3 separate regions of the Columba livia genome follow, and all the other regions are linked to region 2. A link is a contact called in public Hi-C data. All regions are on one chromosome and are shown on one strand. The core of a region is the stretch at or near the end of the contact, and the rest is flanking DNA. Distances in the headings are between cores, read along the strand shown.

Evidence for each region. A called contact is a pair of places that touch in the nucleus more often than the background predicts.
Region 1: a Hi-C map of crop shows a contact between it and region 2, with 2.6 times the contacts expected there. The contact joins the enhancer-like site here to the promoter of ZNRF2 in region 2. A contact is called at or near these places in 2 of 2 Hi-C or Micro-C datasets (crop and liver).
Region 3: a contact with region 2 is called in a Hi-C map of crop, with 2.5 times the contacts expected there. The contact joins the enhancer-like site here to the promoter of ZNRF2 in region 2. A contact is called at or near these places in 2 of 2 Hi-C or Micro-C datasets (crop and liver).

Annotation. Positions count from the first base shown.
Region 1 is chr2:45,518,002-45,522,173 of bColLiv1.pat.W.v2, reverse strand. All of the region lies in intron 2 of ZNRF2 (zinc and ring finger 2), which reads left to right. Among named protein-coding and RNA genes, the nearest start is that of ZNRF2, 40 kb to the left of the region's middle. Within about 2 kb of position 2,218, at least 1 of the 3 cell types and tissues checked has an H3K27ac peak away from gene starts, as active enhancers do.
Region 2 is chr2:45,558,190-45,562,899 of bColLiv1.pat.W.v2, reverse strand. ZNRF2 (zinc and ring finger 2) reads left to right here and starts at 2,873. Exons shown (of 5, transcript XR_010470149.1): 1 at 2,873-3,867. LOC135578475 (a long non-coding RNA gene) reads right to left here and starts at 2,873. Exons shown (of 2, transcript XR_010470150.1): 1 at 2,548-2,873; 2 at 737-2,141.
Region 3 is chr2:45,608,021-45,612,665 of bColLiv1.pat.W.v2, reverse strand. It overlaps MTURN (maturin, neural progenitor differentiation regulator homolog), which reads left to right. Exons shown (of 4, transcript XM_065051678.1): 4 at 144-981. Among named protein-coding and RNA genes, the nearest start is that of MTURN, 25 kb to the left of the region's middle. Within about 2 kb of position 2,730, at least 1 of the 3 cell types and tissues checked has an H3K27ac peak away from gene starts, as active enhancers do.

The DNA of each region.
Region 1 (4,172 bases), core at 969-3,468, 40 kb after region 2:
AATAATACTAAGGTAAATCAGTTCTTTTGTTCCACTTTACCTGAAGTATAAACTTCTCCATAGAATTTCTTAATTCTTCCATTCTTGGAGTTTAACAAGATTCTTGCCTGAAAGTTTCTAGCTTCTTGCTATGACTTAGATGGTTCTGTGCTCTGTCCTCAGGAGTGCTGAGGGAGAAGAGCATACTTTATAAGGTAGTTTAACAGGACGCGTAAACAGACACTTATCCTGTGCTTGCAGTTAAAATAGTGACATTTACTCATCCTGATCTTGTGTACTCATGAACATCCTGCAGAGTATGTAGGAGGTTCAGTCAGTTTCCCTGATGTTTTAAAACTGTTTTCTTCAGTGGTTCTTGAAAATAATTAGAACTGTTGCACATCTATTAAACTTTGAGATTTTGCTTAATATGATGACAGTAGAACATCACTATAGTCAATAAAATTTTAATCTTGGACATTTGCACACCTGTTGTTCTGTGAATTGGTATAATGTCAGCTCAGGCTTTTCATAGCTCATCCTGCAAATAATTGTTACAATTTTAAGGAGCAAAACTGTGTTTGGAGAACGTGATTAAAATATATTGATTAGTTTGTACTTCCTCCCTTTGGGAATTGTTGGCAACATTTGAACAAGGAGGAGCACAACCATGTAGGCCATGGATAGCTACTTGTCCAAACCAGATGGCCAAGAGGAACAGTGGCAAACTCTGGCCCTTCCTCCCTTTTGTTCAGAAAAGCCTTATTTCCTTCCAACCATCCCAAATCTCTCCTGCAGCAGTTTTTGGTACCTCACAGAAGAGCACCACTGCAAAAGCAGCCTGTTAGAGTTCAGGTTTGTTGGGAGGGAGATGGTTAATTTTAAAAAGTAGCACTGACAAATGTCACTAAATAAAGCCACAATGAAGTTCAGCGTGTACCTACCTCCTAAAGGCGGTAGGACCTGCTTCGGTGACCCCATTTCAGCCTCAAGTCAGCGGATGAATTGGGTCAGTCTGTGATAGCGTGGAGTTGCAGCACTTTTAGAGGCTGCAGCGTCTTATCTTCACACCCACAAACTGTCAACCCTTTGCTATGGAGTCAAAAAGTAAGTTGTGTATTTCTAATGGTGTCGCTGTGAAGAAACCTCCTGGAATGGGAACATAGTGTCACAGAGAGGGAAGCACTTCGGTTGTCTGAACAGCAGTTCCCAGAACTGCAGACTGCCCCATTTATCTTAGTAAGATGTAATCTCGGAGGTTTAGTGGTGGTGTTTGAGGTATCAATATTGCTTATTATTTTGCTTTTCACGTAAGAGACAGGGAGGCATAGATTTGTAAAGAAGCTATGACAGCTCACTTTCATGGTTCAGGTTATGGGTCCTCAATAGATTATGCTGAATTTTCTTGCTGTAATGAAGTTAACAAGCTTGGATCCTATTGAGGAGGACACACAGCAGAGATTACATCCATTCATATCTTAAACTTCTCTGATTTGTTGTGAACGCAACTTATTATTTTAATGAACCTCTGGGGAGAAGGATATTTGGTGGGTGATTCTGTATATATTTTCCTTTGAGTCAGGCCTAAGTCAGCTAGACTGAACTTCCTGTGACAGAGCCATTGCAAATCACTCCTGGCCGAAATAGCTGCAATGTCACCTCATACTTAATTCAGTTCTTGGGAGTGTGACAACAATTTTTTTTCTCAGTACATTGGAATCACCTTTATATAAATGCACACATGTGCCATGGGAATATTTTATGTGCAGCACTGGAGAAATATAGTAAAGCTTTTGACGACTATAGAACAAGCCTGCTTGTTTCTGAAAGAAATAGAGAAAATAGGATCATTCATGTGCTGAATAGCTCAAGTTGTTTATTTTCCTTATAAGCTACTCCTAACCTCAGATACTACCATTGTCTTGCGTTGGTACTGACAGTGCTGCTTAAGTCAAATGACAATTCTTGTCCTAGAAAATTACAGATACACCTGCAAACCAGTGGTGCAAAGAACAGCTGCGGGTGACAGGAGGAGCGATTCAGATCGGATTAGAAGGGGAACCGCTATATCACGCTGTATGTCATTGTGTTTCCCTTATATAATGTCAGCGCAGTGCTGCATGCGGTGGAAAAGCTCAGGGACGGTTCTGTTGGCTCGGCAGCAAGCGCTCGCTGTGCCGTGACTCTGCACCATGTGACGCGGGCAGACAGGAGCTACCTTCCCTGTCTTACACTTAATCAGTCTTAGCTTTGCGAGGTCATTGGGAGGATGTCATAAATCGCGTCTGAAACTGCTGCAGTCTTGTGACTGCTGGGAACCTAGCTTCAGGGGAAGTCGTGTTCCTAGTTTCATATGGTAATTCTGCAGTCTTTAAAGCTGATCGCTATAAAACCTTAAGATTTTACTCGTTTATTAGCAGCAAACTGACTTATTTTTTGTAGTTGCTCTGTGGAAGCAAAACCCTTGAAAATACACAGTTTTTCTTAATCACAGAATCACAGAATGTTAGGGATTGGAAGGGACCTCGAAAGAATCTTAGAGAACAGGTTTCATTGGCTGGATTTTGAAATTAAACTACTTGAAATCTTTAGGATTTTAAAAATAAATACCAAACTACATCTCGCTGAGACTGAGTGATCTATGTAGGAATTTCATGGTATTTCCTTCCCTAAATCCCTCACTGTTTTGCAGGAACTAGAACAGATTGCTCACAGATTAAGATTATTGGTTTTTTTCTAAAGAAATGTAAAAGAATGGGAGGCACTCCTTGTTCACAAACTGCCCCAAGGGCAGATCAATTGAAAGTATTGCCTGAAATGTCACATGGAATTTATTCTTCAGATTATAATCTTGCTTTAAAACCTGCTACACTTTGATTACTTAAATAGCCTTATGCTTCTCAGTTGGCAGACTCAAGCCTCCAATGACAAAAGAAGTCCAGTCCAGCTTTTGCAGCGGGTTTCAGTGGTAGAACAAGTCTAATTCTTCAGAAACAAACTGGGTGAAAACACTATTGATGTGCTAGAGTATCTCGCTCCTAAACTGGGGATTATTATCATTGCTTACACAGGAGAGAATGTTACCAGTTTTTAGTATTTGATTCAAAATCCAGTGATTCTAGAACAGCTGTAAATTGCCTTTTGACAGGAATTACATTGATTATATATTGACATAGGTACAAAATACTAGATTAGCCTGCTGTATGCTCCATGGAGGAACCTTCTTGCTCCCCAAAGTTTGCATTTCTTTGTCTCACATGGATACAGATTTGTTCAGCTGCAGTAATAACCCGAAGTTCTAACACACAGCTGAAATACGAAAAACTTCACTAGTGCTAGATTTTGTGCTGAACTGTATTAGCTTATGAAATCTTGTTAACGTTTCCTCATAAAAGCCTCAGACAACTTCAGCTTTAACCTGCACTAATAGCTATTTGTAATTTAAAGCCAAATAAAATTTTCTTCGTTTCAACCATGTTCCTCATCCCCTCCTTTCTTGTGTGAAATTTCCTTAGATAATCTTAATGTATAACATTAAATATTGGATATCCTTCATGTAGCTAAGCAAAAATGTAGTATTCATTGATCATTTTTAGTCCATAATCGTGTTTGTTTGGACTGAAGAGATGGGGGTGGAATTGTTTGGTTGACACTTTAATCTTTATTTTCTTCCCAGTTCCAAGGAAGTCTGCTTCAATCTACAGCTTTATTAGCTGCAATGCCTTGTTGTCATACTGGTGTCCAGTAGTTCTGCTAGCCTGTAAATTTAAAAAATGAGGAGAAAAAAACCCCAAACTTTAGTGTGATTGTAGAAATACACTGCCAGATTATGTGCATAAAACTTTGACCAAATACCGGAGAATTGTCTTTGGGGACTTTTGTTGTTTTAAAACACATCTCCCATGTTAATATTTTTGTATTATTATTTGTGAATGATCATGACTGCTGAATACTATTGAAATTATGTGGGTGTCTTTGACTTAATTGCTTGGATCCAGAAATTGATGCTATTTGCTTTGAAGTATAAAGGGAGATTTTTTTTTCCCCTTCTTGAAATTAAAGACCCACATGCTCAGTATCTTACTGGGATAGTAAAAACCTGAAGGTACCTGTTAGCATCAGAAATACTGTATCTCTATGCTTGCTGGAATAAATGATAATACTGGATTATGGGTTAGTGTAGAGCAAAAGAA
Region 2 (4,710 bases), core at 1,624-4,123:
AGCAAGATGTTCTCCTTTCTCTCTGCACTGGTTCCTCTTGTCACCAGCTATTTTCTGTGCTTGGTAGGAAACTTCTATGCAAACTACTTCTGGAGTGTATTAATGAACAAATGGGTTGAGGTTACAGCGCCAGGTACTTGCTTCTACAAGACTCAATGGTTAGTCGACAGTTGTTGGTTAGAAGAAATGTCAGCTCAAAAACCTAACTGTACTGTTGGCTATGTAAAGAAAATTTCTGTATGTAGAAAAACTTTTATTCAACCATTTATAAGAGGAACTGGGAAGAAAGACGGTTCAGAAGCATGTCATATGGCTTTTCTGAAAATAGAGGTGTTCTTTGTGATAAATGTCCTGTTCAGACTCACACTTGATAGTGAGAGCACTGCAAATATATACCCTAAATGCAAAACAAAAACTGAAGACTCCCCCAAAATAGAAAAAAGAAAATCACACTGTGCCAGCAAGTCACATTCTCTGAGAAGGGAACACAGGCTGTCCTGTTGTTGTAACTTCTTTTCTGTGAAATATTCTATGCTGCTAAAGGTAATTTTCTGATTGTAAGACTGAGTAACTGTTTGGATGTCTTAACAGTTTTTTTTCCCCCATAAAATTTTTAAATTCTAAATTGAATAAAAAGCTATTCACAGCCAAATAAACCTGTATTTAATACCCACTCAACTCTTAGATCCCCTGTAAAGAAATCACAGAAAGTACTGTGGTACTGTGTAGCAACATACTACTTTCAAAATGCTGTTTATTTTAGCAGCTGACCAGTTCCACTAGCTCTCAGTAATGGAAATTTAAAAAAAACTATAAAACTCTTGAGCATGCTGTCCTCTAAACCTGCTCTGATAGGGCTGAACACACCACAGGCATTCTGTGAGCAGCAGAAATTATGAGTCACGTCTGCAATATCCTTCGCCCATGCGGATTCTTGGAATCTTGCAAGATAGGAATTCCTATGGTAGCTTTCTCTTCTGTGGGAACATTAGTAGTGTCCCTGTCTTCTACATAGCTGCTTATTTTCTATAGTTGTTGTCTCTGACAGATTTGGCTGAAGCTAGCCAAGGGTTTTAAAAGTAACTAGTGGCAGAGCAGGCACACCGATTTTCTTTCTGTAGGAACCTGAGCTAGAAGGTGCTCATGCTTGATCTACCTGGAAGTACCTACCACTGCTAGCAGAGACAGCAGCTTGTAATTCACAAGTGGGAACAATGTAGTTTGGGACAGCAGATTATCAACCCCAGCTGTCTGCCCAGCACCTGGCAAACAAAAGACCAAACTGTTAATGAGACAGCTGTGGAATCACTGCCTCTTACTGAAACCAGCAATGGTTTACAGCAGAAGCCTCTAAATGGGGTTCAGATTAGAATAATAATTTTGGTTGGAAGACACGCCCAGGATCATTAAGTCCAACCATAACCCACCTCTAGCATTAAACCATGTCCCTAAGAACCTTGTCTAAACACCTTTTAAACACCTCCAGGGATGGTGACTCCTCCACTTCCCTGGGCAGCCTGTTCCAATGCCTGACAACCCTTTCCGTGAAGAATTTTTTCCTCATATCCAATCTAAATCTCCCCTGGCACAACTCAAGGCCATTTCCTCTCATCCTCTCACTTGCTACTTGGGGGAAGAGACCAACACCCTCCATGCTACAACCTCCTTTCAGGAAGTTGTAGAGACCAATAAGGTCTCCCCTCATCCTCCTTTTCTCTAGGATAAACAGTCCCAGTTCCCTCAGCCACTCCTCATAAGACTTGTTCTCCAGATTACCAACAAAGTGTCTCAGCTACCCAGAAAAGTGGTGTCACAATGTAGCGTTAGGGCTGGTAACCTCCTCTGCCATTCTCAGCTACGGTTTATCTTCTTGCAAATTTAACTGTGAGTTGCACTGATACCAGAAAGCAACTGCATGTGGTTGTAGTAGATGGTAAGATATGGGGAAAAGGGAGGCCTCTGAAACTGTTTGCAACTGAGGATGAGTGTTAAAGATACATGTACATGTGAGGGACATTTGTACATTTCATAAACATAATACATGTAGTAATTGCATGTAATATCTATAGTACAAATGGTACACATAAGGGGAGCTTTTCTCAAAGTGAGAGACTGAGGTCTGCAGGATTTTCCAATATTGCCTGTGAAGCAAAGAAAAAAGAGATTTTCATTCTTTCTGTCCAGCTTCTCCTCCAGATATATGAGAAAACAGCCCGGGTTGGAAGTCCCCTACCAGGGAAAGCTCCCGACAGGAGTGAGCGGCCCTTTCACCAACCACCCCGCCAAACCCGGGCTTGGGGAGCAGCAGACTGTGCCCTTCGGCCCTCAGTCGGTGCGCGGCCCAGCCCAGCAGCCGGGAGCCGCGCTCGCCCGGTGGGGCCCGGAGCCCAGGCATTCGGGCGCTTCGCTGAGGCTGCGACGGCAAACGGAGCAGCGGCGCGGCAGGAGGGCACCCGCCGCCTTGGGGGGCAGCGTCCCACGCTTGGTCACCCCCATCCTGCCCGCCCCACCGAGCCGCCTCCCGCTGCGGCTGCTTCTCCCATTCACCTGGCGGGACTCAGCACGGAGCGCAGCCCCAGAATCGACCGCCGCCAACGGCCACCAACCGCCAGAGCGCAGCACCTGCTAGCAGCAGTTGGGCTTTTAACTCCCTCTGCGCCGGGGCGGCCGCCCCGGCGCCCCGCGGGGTTCCCCCTTCAGGCGAGCAGGCAGGTTCTCGCCTCGGCCCCCCACCTTGCGTGAGGCGAGGGGCAGGAGGCGGGGCGAGACGGCGGGCCCGACCCGTCACGCCGCTGGGGGCCGGTCCGCGGCCGGGCGGACGGAGAGGAAAGAGAGGCGGCGGCCCCTACCGCTGTAACCGCTCCCTATCCCGCCCGCTGGTGCCGCCCCCAGTATGGCGACACGGTAGAGGAGCGGCTGCGCTAGGGTGACCGCCCCCTCCCGCCTCCCTCGGCACAGGCACGGCGCGCCGCGGGCGAGCGAGCGGCCTCGGCGGCGCTGCTGCCGCCGTTGCCCCCCACACAGCTCAGCAGCAGTGAAGGAGGATGGCGGCGGCGGCGGGCACAGCGGCAGCAGGCACAACAGCAGCAGCGGCGGCGGGGCCGAGTGGCCGCACGGCGGGAGCCAGCACCGTCCCGAGCAGCTCATGGTGGCGCCCCAGACCCGCGAGCAGCGGCCGCGCCGGGGCCGCCAGCTGAGTCGGATCTCGGCAGGCGGCTCTCCCCTCTCGACACCGACCCACCGAGCGACCTGTTTCCCTCCCTCGGCGCACCCTCTTCTCTCTCCCCGGCGCGACCCGCGCCTCGGATCGCCCCCGCTTTGGCCGGACTCCCGCCACCCTCGGGCGCCGCGGGGAAGGCGGCGGCGAAGGGCACCGGGCAGCGCCAGGCGGCAGCGGGACCATGGGTGCGAAGCAGAGCAGCCCCACCGCCGCCAATGGCCGCACCCGGGCGTACTCGGGCGGGGATTTACCTTCCTCCAGCAGCAGCAGCAGCGGCGGCGCTAACGGGACTGGCGGGCGCTCGGCAGGCGCTGGCGGGCGGTACGCGCACCTGGCGGCGGCGCCTCATGCCGCTCCCGGCGGCGCGACGGCCACAGGAGGAGCGGCGGCGGCGGCGGCGAGTGCCGCGGGGTCGGCACCCCGGAGCAGGTCCTTAGGGGGTGCGGGCGCCTCAGGGGCCCGGGCCGCGCAGTCCGCCTTCAACATCCCACACAGCAGCGGCCCTTACGGCTCGCAGGACTCGGTGAACAGCACCCCGGAGGAGGGCGGCCGGGAGCGGCCCACGGGGGGCGACGGCGGCTCCTCCGGCGGGCCCCGGCTAGTGATCGGCTCGCTGCCCGCTCACCTCTCGCCGCACCTGTTCGGAGGTAAGGGCCGGCCGACGGAGCGGGCGCGGCGGGAGGGCTTAGGTGCCTCTCTCGCTGCTGCGGGTGAGGGGTCCCCAGTGGGGAATGTGGGGGCTTTCCTTCCCCGGCTCCCGGCCCGGAGGTGGGACGGGTCATGAATCATCACTTTGGGGAGAGCGGCGACTCTTCCAAGCTTGCGCCCGCCGGAGGGGGGATCACGGTTTGGAGATGGGGTTGACAGGCCAGCGTCTCCTATTGTTTGTAACGAGAGATGTGAAAGGAGGAGGTTAAAAATGAACCGAACTCCGCGGCGGTACCGTCGGGACGGCGAAAAGGAAGCGGAGCCTCTCTGGCTGGCGACTTTAGACTCTAATAGCTGTAATCAGTGCCTGTGTAAATACTCTTGCCTGCTACTTACATAATTAGAATTTAATTGGATCATGTGTCTCCGTCGTTTATTCTAAAATCGGACCAAACCCCTCTTTACGTGCTGATTAATATGTAGTTGGTGCCTGTTTCTCTTTCTAAGTTTTTGGGTTCTTGGTTCTGAAAGTCGATTAAGAAAAACAGAAGTTAAAGTAAGTTTCTTTCCTCATTTTCCCCCTGAGAGATGAGGAGAGCCGGATAGCTGTCTATGACAGGCATGCAGCACTGGTCCTGTACAGTCTTGAGGATGGCAGTGTGTGCACTTGAGGCAGGAGAAACACTCTGCTAAACTCGGAATTAACCAAGAAGCTGAGGCCCTTTAAGGGGCATATTAGACGTGGAGCAACTTGTCATAGTGTTTTTGTCTCTCCTGTGATATTGAGATGAATAGGGCTTTGCATTTTACCGCTTGTGTTCTTTAGGTTAAAAATCTGCCTG
Region 3 (4,645 bases), core at 1,481-3,980, 50 kb before region 2:
TTCAGATGTGTGCAAGAAGTGCTGGAGATGGTGTCTCAAAAGGGGGATGGGGGGTATTTTTTGCAGGGGGAAGGAAAAAAGCCATTTTTGTTACTGTGGAAACAAAGCAATGAAAGCAGCTTGTTACTTCTCTTGCTTCACAGGGGGGTTGCTGGCACAGTCAGCCCCAGAGGAACACCAGCAGTGAGCTGGGACAGCAGGCTGTAGCTTGAGTCAAAGGGAAAGAGCCAAGGAGGAGGCACCTGGGAGGTCACAGACCCCACCTGAAAGTGGACTACAGTTCAGGAGCTGGTGGCATATGTGAGACAAGGAAAGGGAATGGTAAAGAGGAGGTATGAGAGGACCAAGACCAGGAAGAGGGCATCATAGCAAGGGACTGGCGGAAAAGGGGATGGGTTTGATCTGCGATGGGACTGGAGAAGGCCTTGTGGCAGCTGAGTGCAGCCTGGCTCAGCTAGAGCAGGCAACAGAAATGGACGTGGAGACGTAGCAGCATCTGGTGGAAAAACACACAGGCAAATGTGGCTGTAGTAAGTGCCTGTGAGTGACAACCACTGCACCTCTTCTTCCTCCTCACCATCCCCCAGCGAGGTGATGTGCACCTGGTCCTGCACCAGCTATCACTGGGAACTGCAGCCCACCTCCGACACCCTCCTCTGTCACTCAGCTGCTTCTGCCTTGGCAAAAAAATCATTGGCAGGACCCAAAATCCTTGTGACTAAGCACCAGCTTGCTGTCACAGTGCCCCACACCCAGCTGGCCAGCACAGCCAACAGCAAGGGCTCTTTGCTGCTGCATGAGGCACTTCTGCAGCTCCGTGGCTGACATCCCCTCTCCTCTTGGCACAGCTTGTCACCATGTCCCTTTGCACAGTTCATGAACTTGTACATGTTATCACACCTTGGGTGCTTTCACCACCAACTGTTTTTTCAGAACAATAAAAATTGTGTTTTCCTTCCTAATAAAGTTCCTTTCCTCCCACTCGCCCCGCGGCAGGGTTGTTTGTACAATGTATGGCGAGCCTTGCCCATAGATGAGGGACCTGCCCAGGCCTGCATGGCCCTGTGCTCACCCAGGCTCAGGCCTGGGACCTAATGGGATGACAATGCTGAGAGTTAATACAACCAAAGCGAAGTCACCAAATGCTGCCATTCAGCCACCTGCAGCGGCCTGGCGGGTGCTGTTGTTTCGGATGTTTAGACATGCACGCAAATTACACAGAGGAGACGAATAACATGTTTCTGTCTACTACCACTGAAGCCAGCATGTCCGATGGGCGGCTTGTGTGGTCTTGCAGCTCCCTGAACCTCTGCTCTCCTTTGCCTTTACAGCTGCTGCTCAGCAGAGTAAAGCTTCCAGTCAGTGCCCATCACTTACCCTTCATGTCTTAAAATGCATGTGCCGCGCTTAGCCAGCAATGATACTTAAATAGGGTAAATCTGCAATCCCGATATCCCATTAAATGATTCGTTAGCCTTGATAACAGAGGAGCTTCCAAGGAGAAGGGAAAGACTGCTGATATCACCAATGTCCTTATTAGCTATGCTGGCAAATGAACTTTCTACATTGAAGAAAACAGATGAGAATTCCTGAAAACTTTCAAGCAGCCTCAGTGTCTCCAGATCCAGCTTATTTTGCCTTGTTAAACTTAGGCTAAGCACAGTAAAAAAAAATTCTGTTTCTATAGGTGGCCACAAAGGGACAGAATGGAGTGCAGCTCAGAGGAATGGGGATGCCCCGTGTTGCTTCCATGCAGTCCTAACCATCAGTAGCCACTACTGCTGATGACCAGTGAGTCTTACAACACGTGGCAGCAGCAGAGTATACAACCATTACTCACCTCTCCAGCAGCCAGCATGCACAGGTGAAATTGGCCAACACTGGCCATTTGTAGCTGGACCTGTGGGTTCCATGGCAGTGGTGGCCACATTCTTCTGAATGGACAACTGGGTTCTTGAGTTCTCACAAGTTATGTGCTCTACTGTCATCTCCACTGTCCATCCCAAGAAGTGGTCAGAGTTCAGAGCCTCCCTGAGGACCAGTACAGCCCCTCCTAGCTAAGGTGGATATTTTTCCATGAAGTCTTGTTTGAAAGGTCCTCTGTCCTCTTCCCCTATCTCAGCTGCAGCTACAGCAAGCTGTAGCCAACACAGGCTGGCAGAGCAGGCATGTGGCTCTCCGAGCCATAGCCAGCCAGAAGAGCAGGTCAAATGCATTTTCAGATGCTACTGCCTGCAAACAGTGAGCAGTAATGTTGTGCATGGAGATGTTTTGGCCACAGCAACACATGAGGACTTTGCAAAGTCCCTGTCAGTCCCTGAGATGCAGGAGAAACCAAACAGGGCTTGCAGAGTTTGACCTGCCAGATATGCAATGTGGACCCTGCTGGCTATTTTATCTCTATTTTATCTTTCGTATCCTATTGGTACCATATGAAAGACTCCATGTGAATTAGGTCTGACTCACCCATGGAAGAACACCCTATGTGGGGAGGAAACAACACAATCTATTGTCTGGTTCTATGTGGAAGCAGCTAAAGCCTGGTTTAATTTCCCTCCTAACTCATGACTGCTTGCATTCCTTTAACACCACATGACATATTATTGCATTCACTCCATGGAGATTACCTCAGAAATGCAAGTACCTTCTTTATTTATTAAAGTAAAGAAAGACATGCTTGGTGGCAAAGTGCAGGGAGTGGGAGTATCCCAGGTCTGCAGGGAGGCTGTTGTGTGGGTCACCCACTGGGTTTGCATCCCCTGGGAATATGCTGGGCCAGGACAAGCTCAGTTCTGCTGCAGTGACTCTGATCCCCTGGCAAGTTGGCACTCAGGGCATTCAGTAGCGCCACTGGGTTTGTTTACTGATAAACTTGCTCAGATATGAAATCTGTGTGAAAAGACAGCACGTGGTCAAAGCTGACTTTACTGACATAGCACAGCGGTTACCAAGAGCCTCATAAAAGAGCAAAAACCCAGTCTCTTCTTCAGCTTTATCAGTGAACCTGAGAGCTGATTTTCCTCCAGCCCCTGCTCTTTTTGTCCATCTAACCAACTGCTTTATGGTTGCATAGAGAACTCCTAAAGATGTTCTGATGAAGCCTTTTCCTTCTGCCTTCAAGATCTGCTGGATCATGGAGTCCCCTGTCATGCTGCCATGGCATGTGTACATGACTGCCAGAGATGCCTCGGAGGGCAGACGACAGGGATGCCCCTTGAATGACCTGGTTCTGCTCCAGGAGGACTGGGCAGCTTGCCTCAGAGCCTGGGCAAAGGCCTGGGTGAGAAACCATGTGCTGACCAAACCCTGTTGGAGCCGGCAGCTGGGCAAGCTGCTGTGGAGGCAGAGCTCACCCGCAGCTCTGTGAGCTGGTGTCACCATGCGGAGGTGGCACAGCCATGCGCCGTGTGCCAAGGCAGGCACCCCGCCAGGGCTCCATGTCCTCCTGCTTTCCTGCTCCCTCCCATGCCAGCATAGGAAGTTTTGATCCAGCCCTGCTCTAATGGCTCATTCCTGGCCTCCAGCCACAGTTCGCTGCTCTCAGTGACGCTGGTACAGCTGTCTGCAGAACTGCATTGTGAAATGAGCTGGGTTAAAAATCAACACGGGTAAGCAAGCAGGTTTCTGGTTTCTTCTGAAGGGCTGTTTGAAATCTCTTGTTCTAGCAGCTCATTTACGATTGCTTCAACTCAGGGAGCAGGAGAAAACAGCAGAAGGGGACAGCATGGATGGGAAAATCTCCAGTTTGCTGGGAAAGCAACATCCCTACATCCCAGCCTCACTAGAAGCTCGCCCCACTCTTCTTGGGCTCCCATCACTTTGCTGGCAGATTCCTACACTGCTTGAAGGAGTTGCATTTCCCTTTAGGGAGTAAATGGTTCATGTAGTTTGGCATTTATTCTGTCACAGCATATGTGGGACTATCATTAGCATTAATAGGAATGACACATCCATCCAGCAGAGAATAATCTGCCCAATGGCTAAATAGGAAAGCTGTGTACGTTATATTGCAGGCAGATAGTCAGCTTCGTGATGTAGTTTTCCTGTTGATAAAATTGAAACTGATTTCAAAACAGGAAATTAATTTTCCCTTTTTATTCAATGGGTGCCATAAATACAAACCTGCCCCTTGACAGCTCATAGAGGTCTCCACTGTAAGTGATGTATTTATAGGAGCAGACATGCCATAGATGCCTTAATGTAACACCAGCTTCTGGATTTGTTGGACTGATGGCTTCTGAAGTGACAGATAGCCTGTGACAACATTTGTCTCAGCTCACACCCTGTGCCAAGCCATGAACAGCTTTCGCAGGCTGAACTTAAGCATTCAGAGTTTCTCTGCTGAAAAATGGGAGTGCAAGGCGATTTGAAAGACGGGTGAAAAAATGCAGGTGGATGATAGCTACTTGATGTGTAGAGGTGTAAGTTACCCCAAAGTATTTAGCTGTTCTAAAGAAGAGAGTAAAATCTGTGTGCCTTTCATCAGAAAATTCAGATCGGTTGTACTTAAGCCCACACTATTCTCTCAATAATGAAAGTTCTGGCTACAAATTTGCATAAATAAGGGTAGAATTTATTTGTTATGAATTTTAATAGATGAAATACAGCTACAGAAAACAGGAACTTGGCAAAAGAGTCACTGAGG